3 separate regions of the Mus musculus genome follow, and all the other regions are linked to region 3. Evidence: chromatin contacts called from public Hi-C and promoter capture Hi-C data. All regions are on one chromosome and are shown on one strand. The core of a region is the stretch at or near the end of the contact, and the rest is flanking DNA. Distances in the headings are between cores, read along the strand shown. Region 1 holds the start of A230083G16Rik (RIKEN cDNA A230083G16 gene). Region 2 holds the start of Lrrc23 (leucine rich repeat containing 23). Region 3 holds the start of Apobec1 (apolipoprotein B mRNA editing enzyme, catalytic polypeptide 1).

Evidence for each region. Promoter capture Hi-C pulls out the DNA fragments that hold promoters and counts their contacts. Hi-C and Micro-C count contacts between places; a contact is called where the count stands out from the background.
Region 1: a contact with region 3 is called in a Hi-C map of B cells, with 5 read pairs. The contact joins the promoter of A230083G16Rik here to the promoter of Apobec1 in region 3. A contact is called at or near these places in 1 of 39 promoter capture datasets (embryonic stem cells) and 1 of 484 Hi-C or Micro-C datasets (B cells).
Region 2: a promoter capture Hi-C map of embryonic stem cells shows a contact between it and region 3, with 5 times the contacts expected there. The contact joins the promoter of Lrrc23 here to the promoter of Apobec1 in region 3. A contact is called at or near these places in 2 of 39 promoter capture datasets (embryonic stem cells and pre-B cells) and 1 of 115 datasets of contacts at active chromatin or transcription factors (embryonic stem cells).

What each region holds. Positions count from the first base shown.
Region 1 is chr6:124,914,753-124,919,435 of GRCm38.p6, reverse strand. It overlaps A230083G16Rik (RIKEN cDNA A230083G16 gene), which reads right to left and starts at 2,573. Exons shown (of 2, transcript NR_152158.1): 1 at 2,254-2,573. It overlaps Ptms (parathymosin), which reads left to right and starts at 1,490. Exons shown (of 5, transcript NM_026988.2): 1 at 1,490-1,876; 2 at 4,447-4,518. The coding sequence starts at 1,832.
Region 2 is chr6:124,777,299-124,781,688 of GRCm38.p6, reverse strand. Lrrc23 (leucine rich repeat containing 23) reads left to right here and starts at 1,962. Exons shown (of 8, transcript NM_001302555.1): 1 at 1,962-2,039; 2 at 2,543-2,677; 3 at 2,763-2,872; 4 at 3,344-3,597. The coding sequence starts at 2,561.
Region 3 is chr6:122,600,820-122,604,975 of GRCm38.p6, reverse strand. Apobec1 (apolipoprotein B mRNA editing enzyme, catalytic polypeptide 1) reads left to right here and starts at 2,532. Exons shown (of 8, transcript NM_001134391.1): 1 at 2,532-2,719.

The sequences.
Region 1 (4,683 bases), core at 1,324-3,823, 2.3 Mb before region 3:
ACCAGGGTGGGGCGCAAAGATTTATGAGACGAAGAAACTGAATTAAGAGTCAGAGAAACCAGGAGATGTGTATGAGAGATCAAACGATGGTGTGTTGACACGCTCACATGCTAAATGATGATGGAAGACCAACAATGGCTTCCCTTTTTTTCTAATTGGGGGGGGGGGTCGGGAAGGGGCAAGATGTATTGCTCAGGATGCCCTCAAACTAATGGCAATCCTCCTGCCTCAGCTTCCCAAGTGCTGAATAGGTCATCTGGCTAAAGGTGATGTTTTTTATTAAGGAAATAAAAATGATTAGGAAAAGGTGAGGGGTAATAATGACAGATCACACACACACACACACACACACACACACACACACACACACACACACCCCAAAGACAATCTTTTCCCAAAGCCCAGCCTTCTTCTTCATCCACCGTTCGGGCCTCAGACTGACAGGCCAGCCCGTCTCTTTCTGAATCTTAGGGTTCTCAAAAAATTATCTAAAGATTCTGAACCTAGGGGTGAGGCGCTGAGGACAAGGAACCCCGTATCTGGGCCCGTGTGTGCAAAGGACAATTGAATTCAGAAAGACTGGGGGGAAGACAGAGAAGAGCTACGAGAGGGAAAATGTACAAGGACAATCGGAAAGAGTTGAAAATTAGCTAAGTTTATAGGGCCAGGTGATAATCAGGTAAGAAAACAGTGTTATCTGGAGCAAAGTAAATTGAGACATAAGAGATGTAGATGGTTGTAAGGGAGGGGTCTCGGTCTATATGAATGAAGAGGTGAAGAGAAACACAAGAACCAGGCAATTAAGTGAGGTGAGACAGGTAAGAGGAGAGAAGAATAAAGAGGCAGACGAGAACATCAGAGGGCCCCTCACATCCCCCGAAACAGACTGGAAGGAACCCGACAAGGACCACAAATGTCAAGTCCAGCCGAGAGGCCCAGGCTGTCCTTTGTACTCTCACTTTCCTCCTCAAGGCCACCTAGAGAAGGCGGACAGGAGCGAGAAATGGAAGTGGCTCTGCAGCCTTCTTCCTCTCCTTTCAGCTTTTGGTTTCTCAAATACCTGCCCAGCCTCTACATCTACAGCCCCACTCCCTGCACCCCCACTTTAGCAAAATCCCAGGGCTAAAAGGAGGAGGTCAGCAGGAGTCTGGCCAGTCCGCCCCCAGGAGCCAGACTCCAGCTTGCAGGCAGTAGGCTGGCATTTGGAGCGGTGTCTCCCCGCAGGAACCCCACCCCTTCCCACCTCCTCGCCCCACTCCGCTCGCTCCCGAACCGTCAGTCTCTCCATTCCCCCGCCCGGTCTCGTCCTTCCTCCTGTCCCGCTCGCTCTCCCGCCCTTCGCTTTCATCCTCCTATCCCCACCTCTCCAACCTCCTCTTTCATCCCCCTCCCCTCTCCTCTCCTCCCCGCTCTCGCCTGCCCCACCCCTGGGAAGCCCCTCCCGTCGGGCAGCGCCGCCTTAAAAGCGGGTTCCCTTCCCGGGGGCGGCAGCGGCTGGTCGGCGGCAGCTCTGCTGGTGCGGGGGCGGCGAGCAAGACCGAGCGACCGCGACCGGAGCGCGCCGGCCACCGCCCGCATCGTCCTCCCGCCTGCCCGCCCGCCCGCCCTCCGGACGGCCGCAGCCCTGCGGGTCTCTGCTCGGGACCCACCCCCGCCCCACCCCGCGCGCCTCTGCCGCCTCTTGCAGCGAGCCAGCTTGCCGAGCGGCCGTCGCTGCCGCTGCCGCCGCCGCCACCGCGCCAAGTTCCGGCCGCGGCCACCCTCCGCCGTCCAGGGCTCCTCCGCCTCGGCCCCGGGACCCCGGCTCCCTGCCAGCCCCGGCCCCGGCACCATGTCGGAGAAGAGCGTGGAGGCAGCGGCCGAGCTGAGTGCCAAGGTACGGGCAGGGGCGGCGGCGGCGCGGCACCCGGGCGGCCCCGGGATCGGCGCGGTCCTTCGCGCCCGGTCGCCCCCGACGGCCCCGAGCGGCCCTGGCGCCCGGTCCCCGCGGACCCCGCTGCGCCCTCCCCCCGCTCGGAGCCCGGCGCTGCCTATCCCGCTCGGCACCACCGGCGCCCTCTAGCGGCCCAGCGCGCCGTGGCTCGGGCCTCACCGCCCGGCCTGCGCCCGGCCCCGCCATCCCCACCCCTCTCGTGCCCTGCCTGCCGCGCCCGCCTCTGCCCGGTCCGCCTTCTCGTCGGAGAGCGGCGCCTCTAGCTTCCCGGGCCCCATGTCCGAGCCGAGCCCCCAGGTCTCTTGCCACTATGACCTCACCTTTCCTCTGCTAAGCGGTTTGGGATCCTCAAGTGTAAACAGGACTCTCCCGGGAGGCTACTCCTCGGCTCCTCCCCTTGCCGCCCGACCGTCTGTCCTCGTCCCTGAAGGGCTGCTCCTCTCCACCCCCCCTTTTTAATTTTTAAAAAAATTTTTTGCCCATCTTCATTTGTTCTTCCTCTACTACCGATTTCCATTTTTTTTCCATTATCGCCTCCCCTCATGTTGAATTTCTAAAAATCAGAAAGACGGAGAAACGAGCCTTCGAAAAAGCTGGAGCTCAGCATCGCCTGACCATACGTCAAGCTATCTTTGCTCTCAGCAGCTGCCTTTCCCGGCCTCATCCCTTTGCCCTTGTCTCTCTTTCAGCCTTCCTCTAATTTCCCCAGGGAAACTGCGGAGTGCCGCTTAGGGAAATTAATGCGGCCAGGCTTGGGGGCTGGGAGCCCAGTCTTTTTTTTTTGGGGGGGGGGGCGCAGTATAGTTCTCGAGGTCCAAGTGGAAGGAGGGAGCTGATAGGATGAAAGGCAGTGGGAAGAGGGGACATGTGAGATCTGATAAGGTGTGCCTGTGTGGCCCTCCGGTGGGTTGTGCGGTGGCATGTGACTTCACCGAGTAGGCGTCTTTGTATGTCTGAGATCCAGCGAGTGTGTGGGACCGCCCGTGTCAGTTACATGTGTGCATGCGGAGACTGACTGAGATGTCCTGGAGGCATGTTGTTGCTTTGTGAGTGGCTACAGTGTGCTCCTGTGAGACTGTGCCAGAATGCCCAAACATTGGGCCATGTGTCTACAGAGTGAGTGGGTGCTCCCCTGCAGATGTGTGAGTTGGTGTTAGCCTGGGTGAGCTTCTGTGCCCCTGGAGAGGCCAGAGAGCTGCTTAGCAGCTGGGGGCAGGTCACATACCCTCCTGGACAAGAGATCATGGAAGGACAGTGACCAGGACAGGACCCAGGAGGAGAGGGGCCAACCCTGTGGACTTTGGTCTCTGGTATTCTCTCTCCCTTCCCCTCACCCCTCCATCAACCGCAGTAGAAAACTCAGGCCAGGGCCTGGCTCATGCTAAGCTGACTTAGTTCCTGCCTGGCCCGGGAGTGTATGAGAAAGCCCACCTGGTAATACAAGTGCCCAAACCCACCATGTGACAGAGAAGGAACGACAAATCAGAATGAGGAACCATGTCTGGTGTGAGAGGGTCCAAGTGTTTTGTGCTCTTCCTGAAGGGAGAAGGGAGTGGAGTGTCCTCAGGCCAGTCATTTTGGCACCTCTTCTACCTCAGTCTTGTTCTAGAAAGGACACGTACCTCTGGGGTGATCTACTTAGGAGAACTCCGGCCCACTTGGGATCGTGTACACAGAGTTGCATACTAACGTTAGATAAGAGCGGAGGAGAAGGTGGCCCCTGCCAAGGAGACATGGGATCTGTATGGGGTTGGAAGGCTGGTGTGTCCAGAGGGGCTTACCCACTGTCAGAATAGAATAGGACCTGCTGGGCTTTTGGAGTGAAGGCAGACAGCCTGGTGGGAGGGACTCTGGGCAGGTAACTCCCACCTGCCCGCCCGCCCCGGCGCACACTTGTTTGTTGTGCTTCCTCCTTCCTTGGCGGCAGGAAGGTGGAGCGCGCAGGGAACGCCGAGACTGGTTAGATTGGGGATAGAAACCGATGTGGGAACACGTTAGGGTGATCGCCACATCCCTGTGCCGTTAGGCCAGGTAGGAACAGGAGGATTAGGGAGACACAGCAGGGAAACAAAGACCCCAGAAGCTGACGGAGAAGCTGGGAGTGATGCCCAGGAGAGAGAGTACTTAGGCAAAGGCCCCTGAGGTAGACAAAAGGCAGAGCGGGGGCAAGCAGAGAGGGTGAGGGGGTGGGGCAGCCAGGCTGCCAGCAGATGGGGGATTTGCTTTGTGGAGCTCAACTCTTAAGCCAGGGGAGGTTCGGAAGAACTTGATGGGGTGGGAGCCTCAGCGACTCTGGCCACTTATCATCACTTGCCCACATCCCTGGGGGCCCTAGGGGACAGAAGTCTCTAGTATCAGCCAATTATGGCCCATATCTAAGGACCGGAGGACTCCAGTTGTGTCTCAAACTATGGCCACCTTCACTTACTACCTTTGACCTAGCTGCAGAGTTGGAAGCACTCGAGGGCTGTCTGTCATCCTTGCTGAGAGAAAGGTGACCTTCTGTCTTGCAGGACCTGAAAGAAAAGAAGGACAAGGTGGAGGAGAAGGCCGGCCGGAAAGAACGGAAGAAAGAAGTAGTGGAGGTGTGAAGGCAGCAGGGGGAAGATGACTGCGCTTGCCCAAACATCCTTCCTGCCCCCCTACCTTCTGGGGGTGCTGGGGTCCTGCCATTCTCTCGACCTCTTCTCATTCCTTCCCTACCCTGAGACTCCTAGGCCCCTTTACCACCCAGTGAGTGGCAGCACAGC
Region 2 (4,390 bases), core at 713-3,212, 2.2 Mb before region 3:
CTTGCTGTGTAGTCAAGGCTGACTTTGAACTTAAAACAATCCTCCTGCCTCAGCAACAAAGTGCTGGGATTACAAGACTGTATCACTTAACACACTTCCATTTGCAAAGCACTTCCAGTTTTCAGAGCACATTAATGTTTATTCTTTTTGCCTCTTAATCCCAGTACTTGGAAGGCTGAGGCAAGGTTGCTGTGAATTTGAGGCCAGCTTGGGCTACACAGCGAATTCCAGGCCATCCTGGGCTACATGGTGACATTTTGACTCAAAATATCATTTTTAATTTATTTTCTCGCCATAACCTCAGTACTGAGAACACGGGGTGGAAAGGGGTGGGGGAGGGGCAGGGATCTGTTTACTACCGGGTCAACCAAGTGCAAAACCACTTACATTGGTTTTTTTTGGAAAACTCTCTAATTCTTTGAGATAAACGCTGTTTCATTTTGAAGTAGCCCTGCCTAGCCCAGACCATTCTCCTGCTTCAGCTTACAGACAGCTGCTGTTCACAGCCGTGTGCCACCATGCATAATTCAGCAATATATTTATAGATGATATAGGCTGAAGAACACACAGCTTTGAGTAGCAGAGCTGTTTGGAACCCAGGATTTATGCTTTAAAGCTACCGCTGTTGCTAGAGCTCCCGTTCCTTGACACCAAGAGAACAGATTTGTCGATTACGTTCCCCAAACTCGACTGATCCAAAGGAACACTTTCTGACTTCCAGCCCACACATATTCCATCAGACCACTTTGCAATCTTTAAAAAGATTAGTTTACCCAAGTGTATGGTTGTGTGTGTATGTGTGTGTGGGTGGGGAGAGTATGTGCATGAAGGCCAGAGACATTGGATCCCCTGGAGATGGAGTCCTAGATGGTTGGGAGCCACCTTTTGTGGGTGCTGAAAACTCTGCAATTGCACGAGTGCTCTCAACCCCTGAGCCATCTAGCCTCCAATTTGCATTTTATATAAAGCAGGTAACAATTAGTCCCATGTGTTCCTGTATCAAGCATTCTCTTTTCCTTAGACTCCACAAGATAGTGTTAGTTGGGCATGGTTGCGCTCACCTGTAATCCCAGTGTTTAAGAGGCTGGGAAAGGAGTGACTTCGAGGCAGCCTGGCTTACATAGAAAGTCTGCTGCTTCAGAGGAAAACAGCAACAGCGAAGACACAGAGTAACTCAGCAGACTCCTCCCAGTTCTTAACGTTACGTTTATTCTACAGAATTCTAGAGGACTGCTAGTAATCAGCAGATCTACCAAGACTCCAAGCCAGACCTTTTATTTTTTAGATGTATTAATTTTATTATTTTATGTGTAGAGGTCAGAAGATGGCATCAGATCGCTAGAGCAGGAGTTACAGATGGTTTGTGAGTGCTGGGAATAGAGCTGGGTCTTTTAGAAGAACAGCCAGGGCCCTTAATCTCTGAGTTATCTTTCCTGCCAGAGGGGGTCGCAGGGGTCGCAAAGCTGGGTCTTAAAGGTTTGCACCACCAGGCCACCTTCGAAGTAAATGAGCGGAACCCGGCCAGCAACAAATCCCATAACTTAGTATTTCTTGCTTCTCTTCGTGCCTTTCCCCCCTCATCCATCTCCTTTTTGCTTCTTAGGTATAGTCTTAAAGCCCAATTCCTTTGCATCCGGACATCTAATTGCTTTAAGGACTTAATGGCCAGCCCCGCCTCCCTCCCGCTTCTCAGTGCTGCTGTTAATATTGGACCATTGTTTTATGTCCGCCGACAATTAACTCCTTGACACTCTTTTCTCGCCTTCTCCTGGTTCCTGGGATTAGAAATTTGGCCTCGTAACCTGGCAACTACTGAGCTACCCGCTGAGGGTGGAAAGAGGGGCGTTAGGGTTTTTGCTTTGCGGTTGAGGTACTCTAAACTCTCAACGGAAGCTGGCTGCAAAGCTAAGCGTCCCGCCCCTGTTGCCATAACAACAATAAATAACTCCGGCTACCCCGTTGCGTCTTCCAAAAAAACAGTCTTGGCGTCTCAGCACAAAGATCCTCTCCTTAACTACTTCTAGAGGAGCAGAGTCAGGGTCTGCGCCCACTTCTGAAGGCGAACTGGGTTGGAGGGTTGAAGACTTCGTGTCAGGGAAATGGTGGTGTTAAGCAAAGAGGCCGCATTAGAAGAGGGGTTGGGGTGGAAGGGAACCCAACCCGGAGGTGAGGTGTGGGTAAAGAAGGGGAGGAGGAGTAGGTAGGGGAGATTTTAGGAGGACATGTAGAACTGTATCAAAGGGAATTGAGGAAGGAGGACGCTGGGCTGCTGGGACACTGTTGGAGGCAAGTGACAGCAGGAACAGTCCGGGAGTGTGGGAAAGTGTCCTGAAGGGAGCAGGGGTGGAGTGGGAGGAGGCTCCGAGCAGAGACTGGGAGTCCAAAGACGGTCTCCAGCATGAGGAAAGATGCACAAGTGGGAGTTCAGAGGAGACAGACTGTATAGGGCACCTGTAGCTGGAGGTGAGGGACTGGAGGGTTGGGGGGGTGGGAGCTAAGACCTTCTTTCTCAGGACCAGGACTGAGTCTCATCTGACTCCAGAGCGCAGGGCAGAGAAAGATGTCGGATGAAGATGATGTGGATGACGTTGATGCAGAACAGGATGAAGTGGAAAGTGACAAGGAGATAGAGGAATGGGAAGACTACAGGAAAGAGACAGAAGAAGCCTCTGAGGAAGTGAGAGCCTGCTTCAGGAGGGCTCCCGGGGCTCGGGACTAGAGGGGAGCTGGAGAGGGATGCCTGTATTCCCCACCTCTTACAGTGGCTGCCCACCCCCATCACGGAGGCCATGATGAAGGAAGGGCTCTCATTACTCTGCAAGATTGGCAGTGGACTGGCTCACGCTTATATTAAGCTGGAGGCTAAGGACAGGTGAGGACTGCGAGACGGGAGCATCTCGTGCCTTCCCTCTCTCATTCCTGAGTGTTTGGGCTAGAGCTCATGGGAAGACATGGTGGGCTTCGCTTTTCAGAACGTCCGTCCGGGACTCTTAGGTGACTGGGAGGGTAGCTTAGCAGTGGAGAACTTGCCTAGTATGCACAAGGCTCCAGGTTCATTCCCAGCACCAAAAACAACACACTGAAGCTTCTGTGGAGGAGTCTCTGTTTGGCTCCGAGATGTAGCTTAGTAGTATGAAAGGTCGTCTGCCATGTGCAAGGCACTAGTTTTGATCTCTGCACTGAAAAACAAGAAGAAAACCCCACTTGCCTCCTCTTCCCCTCCGTCTCTGTCATCCCAGTACAAGGCTTCTCTGCATTGCTCTCTGTCCTAGCACCTGTGCCGTTTCTCTCTGGGTTCTTATCCTTTCCGGTGGATCTCTCCCCCCCCCCTCCCACCTCCTAGGGACCTCACAGACATCTCCTTACTGCGCTCCTATATCCATCTTCGCTATGTGGATATTTCTGAGAACCATATTACAGACATATCGCCGCTCAACAGTCTCACTCACCTCCTATGGCTCAAGGCCGATGGCAATCAGCTTCGGAGTGCTAGGATGAATGAACTTCCCTACCTGCAGATCGCCAGCTTTTCCTACAACCAGATCATAGACACTGAAGGCATCTTTCACCCCCGTCTGGGAAGCCTGGATCTCAAAGGTGGGTCCTTAGGAAGAGATACACAGACCTTCCCTTCCTAGTGAGGAGCTGACAGAAGCAGGCAGTATATGTTTGGAGGCTGAGCCACGCAGTCATCTGGATACAGGCATTCATTTGTTAAGACACACGCTGGACTGGCGATACAACTCAGCAGCAAAGACTTGTCTATATACTTATACAGGGCCTAGTCCTGCCCCCCCCCCCAAAAAAAGAGTGAGAGCGAGAACCAGAGCGAGAGAGTGAGAGAGAGAGACACTTATTAAAATTAATTGTATTCTTTTTTAAATTTATTTTTAACTACATGTACGTGGGTATGTGCAGGTGTCTGCAGAAGACCAGAGGACAATGTCTGCTTCCTGCGATCTGCCTGATGTGGGTGCTGGGAACTGAACCCAGGTCTTCTGAGAAAAGCCACCAGGGTTCTTCACCACTGAGTCATCACTGCAGCCCCTCATAAAATTCTTTATGACAATTCTCCATGCTGGAAACACAACAATGAGCAAAGCCAAAGATCTCTGTTCTTATGGAGAGTCCATTCTAGTTTAGGATGCTAGGCAGATAACTGTGAGCATAGTAAGCAAATACAAGCCAGGTGTGGAGGCTCACAACCATCATCCCTATGCACTGGGGGAAGAACAGGGTTGATGAAGTTCAAAGCCAGTCTGGGTCAGCCTGGCCTGCAGAGTGAGACCCTGTCTAAAAAACAAAACAGAAAACATAACTCAAAAAGGAGATAAATTCTAAAGAAAAATAGATTGGAGAAAGATTGTAGAAGGCTTGGGTGAAGATTCTC
Region 3 (4,156 bases), core at 1,283-3,782:
GCTGGAACCTGACCCTGGGAGAGCAGCCATTGCTCTTAACCACTGAGCTGTCTTTCCAGCCCAATTCTTTCTTCTTCTAATTAGCTAGAGCTGACAGCTTGGCACAGCCCAGAGTTATTATCTCAGGGAGACTCAATGGGGAATTGCCTTGATCAGACCGGCATTCGGGTTATGTCTGAGGACATCTTATTGATGGTTGATTGATGTGAGAGGGCCCAGCCCACTCTGGGCAGTGCTACCCCTGAGCAGGTGGACCTGGGGTGTATAAGAAGAAAGCTGAGAGGCTAGAGAGATGGCTCAGTAGTTAAGAGCATGCGCTGCTCTTGCAGAAAACCAGAGTTCAGTTCCCAGCTCCCATGTACTCTAGTGCCAGTAAATCTCACACACACACACACACACACACCTAAAAATAAAATAAATAAATAAATAAAATAAGGAAGAAAAGAAGAAAGAAAAGCAGGTTGAGCAAACCATGAGGGAAAAGCCAGTATTCAGCATTTCTCCATGGTCTCTCCCCTTCAGTTTCTGCTTCCTGTTCCTCTTTTAAGTTTCTGCTCTGACTTCTCTCAGTGATGAATTGTTCTCTGGGGTGTAAGATGAAAGAAGTCCTTTCTTCTCCAGGCTGTGTTTGTTTGTTTGACACAGCAATAGTAAAGCAAAGCAGGACCTTTCTATAAAAGTTATTAAAAGGGAGGCTGGAGAGAAGGCTCAGCAGGTAAGAGGTGACTGTGGCTAAATTTTGTGCACTGGAGTTCAGAACCCAGCAACTATGTAACAAGCCTGGTGTTCTGCAAACACCTCTCACTTTGGTTCTGAGGGGTCCTACACTCTCTTCTGTACACACACACACACACACACACACACACACACACACACACATCTGGACTTTTTGTTTATGTGAGACAGGGTTTCTGTGTAGTCCTGGCCATCCTGGAATTCTCTCAGTAGGCTATGCTGGTCTTGAACTCAGAGATCCGCCTGCTTCTGCCTCCCATGTGCTGGGATTAAAGGCGTGCACCACTATCGCCTAGTTCAAAAATCATTCTTTTTATACATCTGTAATCCCAGCACTTGGGAGACAGAGGTAGGTGGAACTCTGAGTTGAGGCTAGCGTGGTCTATATAGAGAGTTATAGACAGCCAGAGCCACATAAAGAAATCTTGTCTCAAAAAGTAGGAGAAAAGAAGAAGAAAAGAAAAGAAAAGAAGAGGAGAGAAAAATAGTAAAAACCTTGTTGAAAGGATATTGGTGGGGTGGCCCACACCTTTAATCCCAGCACTCAGGAGGCAGAGGCAGGTGGAACTCTGAGTTGAGGCTAGCGTGGTCTATATAGAGAGTTATAGACAGCCAGAGCCACATAAAGAAATCTTGTCTCAAAAAGTAGGAGAAAAAAAGAAGAAAAGAAGAGAAAAATAGTAAAAACCTTGTTGAAAGGATATTGGTGTGGTGGCCCACACCTTTAATCCCAGCACTCAGGAGGCAGAGGCAGGTGGATTTCTGAGTTTGAGCCAGCCTGGTCTATAGAGTGAGTTCCAGGACAGCCAGGGCTACAGAGAAACCCTGTCTGGCGGGGTGGGGGGGGAGAAAGAAAGAAAAAAAGAAAGGAAGGAAGGAAGGAAGGAAGAAAAAAAGAAAGGAAGGAAGGAAGGAAGGAAGAAAGAAAGAAAGAAAGAAAGAAAGAAAGAAAGAAAGAAAGAAAGAAAGAAAGAAAGAAAGAAAGAAAGAGAAGGGACCAGACTGAAGCCATTTTGAATAAAACTTTCATTTTGAACAGAGGTCAAATAAGTTTAAGTTCCCAAGACCTCAGTGTTGAACTGACATCCTGTCTGGCAAGTTGAGACATGATTGCTAGGCAAGTCTCCCACCACAGTCGAATAAACCAAACAGTAGGAACAGGATGAATGTACCACAAAGACAAGTTCCTAGGGAAGACTTCTATCCCTAGATCCTAATTTGTGGGATAACTTGGCAGACTTATTTATTTATTTATTTTTAGATTTTTACACCCTAACATTTGGATACCAAACGCTAACCTACTTGAGCCCTTAAGCTGAATTAGCAGCACCTCGGACTGTTTTTCAGTCATCTGGACTCCCGGAGGTGAGCCTGTATTCTGCTTTCTGGTGGAGCCTCTCTAGGACCCAAGAAAGGAGAAAGTGGACGCAGCACTGCTCCGAGGGTCAGAGGAGGACAGGAGACGGCCCGCTTTTCACTGGTTTCCACTGAGGGAACATTTGCTTCTGGTTCTGGGCATGCTGGATTGCCCATGTCTGTCAGTCTGTGTCTGTGGTTTCATTTAGTTTGAATGTTGCTCTGTGTTTTATATCTGGAAAAACGGGCCAAAGTTCATCTGCTGGTTGTTCACCTCTTAGTATTTACCCATCTCAAGGATTTTCGGGGGGGGGTGTGGGGGGAAGCGGCCGAATCGGGACAACAACAACAATAATAATAACAACAAAAACTGATAAACTGGCACTGTGCCTGCAGCTGAGAGTCCTGCACTGCTGGTAAAGCCCCGCCTCCTGCTCGCCTGATGCAAACCCCTGCCGCCTGATCTAGCTGTTCGAGTTTCTCTAAAAGCGAAACCAGCAGCTCTTAAGCTTTCTGTGGTCAGGAAGCCGGTGCCTACTCCCGCTACAGAACCACGGTGCCCATGAGCGTTGGATTCTGCAGGCAGCAACAGCAAGGCGCTCCTCCCTTGAAATCAGATCAGGAAGAAGTAAGGGAAGTTTTGTCTGTTTTTGAATGTATAAATGTATGTGGCCAGTGCGTGTTTGCTTCTGACTGTTCTGTGTTCTGTATGTATTGGTTATAGATCATTGGCTCATAAGTCGTTGGATATGGTTAAAAATTTTTAGTATCTGTACCAAAAAGTTAACTTAAAACCAGTAACTCAGGGTTGGAGCCATTGTCCAACACATGGGATGGACCAGCCAAGGAAACGGGTCTCCAAAGATACTTTTAAATTGGAATAAGATTTTTATATAATTTCTGATCTGTCTTAAAAACCAAGTTTATAGAAAAAACTAGGAGGTATTTAAGCTGTATCTCCATGCGTTCTTATACAAGAACTTTTCTTGCTGTCAACTAAACTTTGTAACATAAAAATAACCCACTTATAATAACTTATAATAACTAACCCCTTTATAATAAAACACTAAGTTGCTTATACTGTTAAAATTTGGTTTTGTCTTCTAAGAATTACGGTTTGTGCTCCATGTCTTCATTCTTTAAAAAGGTACTTTGTTTTTCAAAAAACACACAATTGAGAGATTTTAAACTACTTTAACGAAAATTTTGGAATTTTACAAAAAATCAAAACTGGACATTTTAAAAACAGCTTTTAAAAAATGTTTTCATTTATAAATCTATGAAACATTTTAAATTTTATCAGATATTTTATTGTAATGTCTTTATTAGTATGTTATCTTTATTAATGCATAAATAAAAGACTAAAAATTAGGGTCACAGCTTAACACCAGAGACTGAAAAATTCCTGTCTTATGAGGCAATAAAACAATGACCATAGTCAGTCTGGTGAAGAACTCGGATACTAAAGTATTATAGCATTAAAAAAAAATTGAGAATCACTGGCTTAAAATTATGTTTCAAGATATAACTTAAAACAAATAGGGCTGGAGAGATGGCTCATCGGTTAAGATCACTGACTGCTCTTCCAGAGGTCCTGAGTTCAGTTCCCAGCAACCACATGGTGGTGGCTCACAACCATCTGTAATGGGATCTGATGTCCTCTTCTGGTGTGTCCGAAGACAGCGACAGTGTACTCATATAAATGAATCTTTAAAAAAAAAAAGAAACAACTTAAAGCAAATAACTAAAAATAGATATTTAACTCAGATACACTTGAGAGATACTATCAGAGAGCTGCTGAATATGGCATTTAAGGTATTTAAACTTACTATGACAGAGACTCTCAGATACTAGTAATGACCCCCGGGGTCTCAAGACAATGGACATAGGAACAAAGGACTCCCCCTGGACTGTGGTCCAGAAGTGGAAGCCTATTGGACAGGGAGGGGCAAGGGAGACAGGCTGGAAACTGGATCCAGAACCTCTTTGATTGGGCCCCTTTGCTGACTGCCATATTTACTACCTGCTCCTCATCGGGCCTTGATTCCCAACTCAGTTAAGCTCG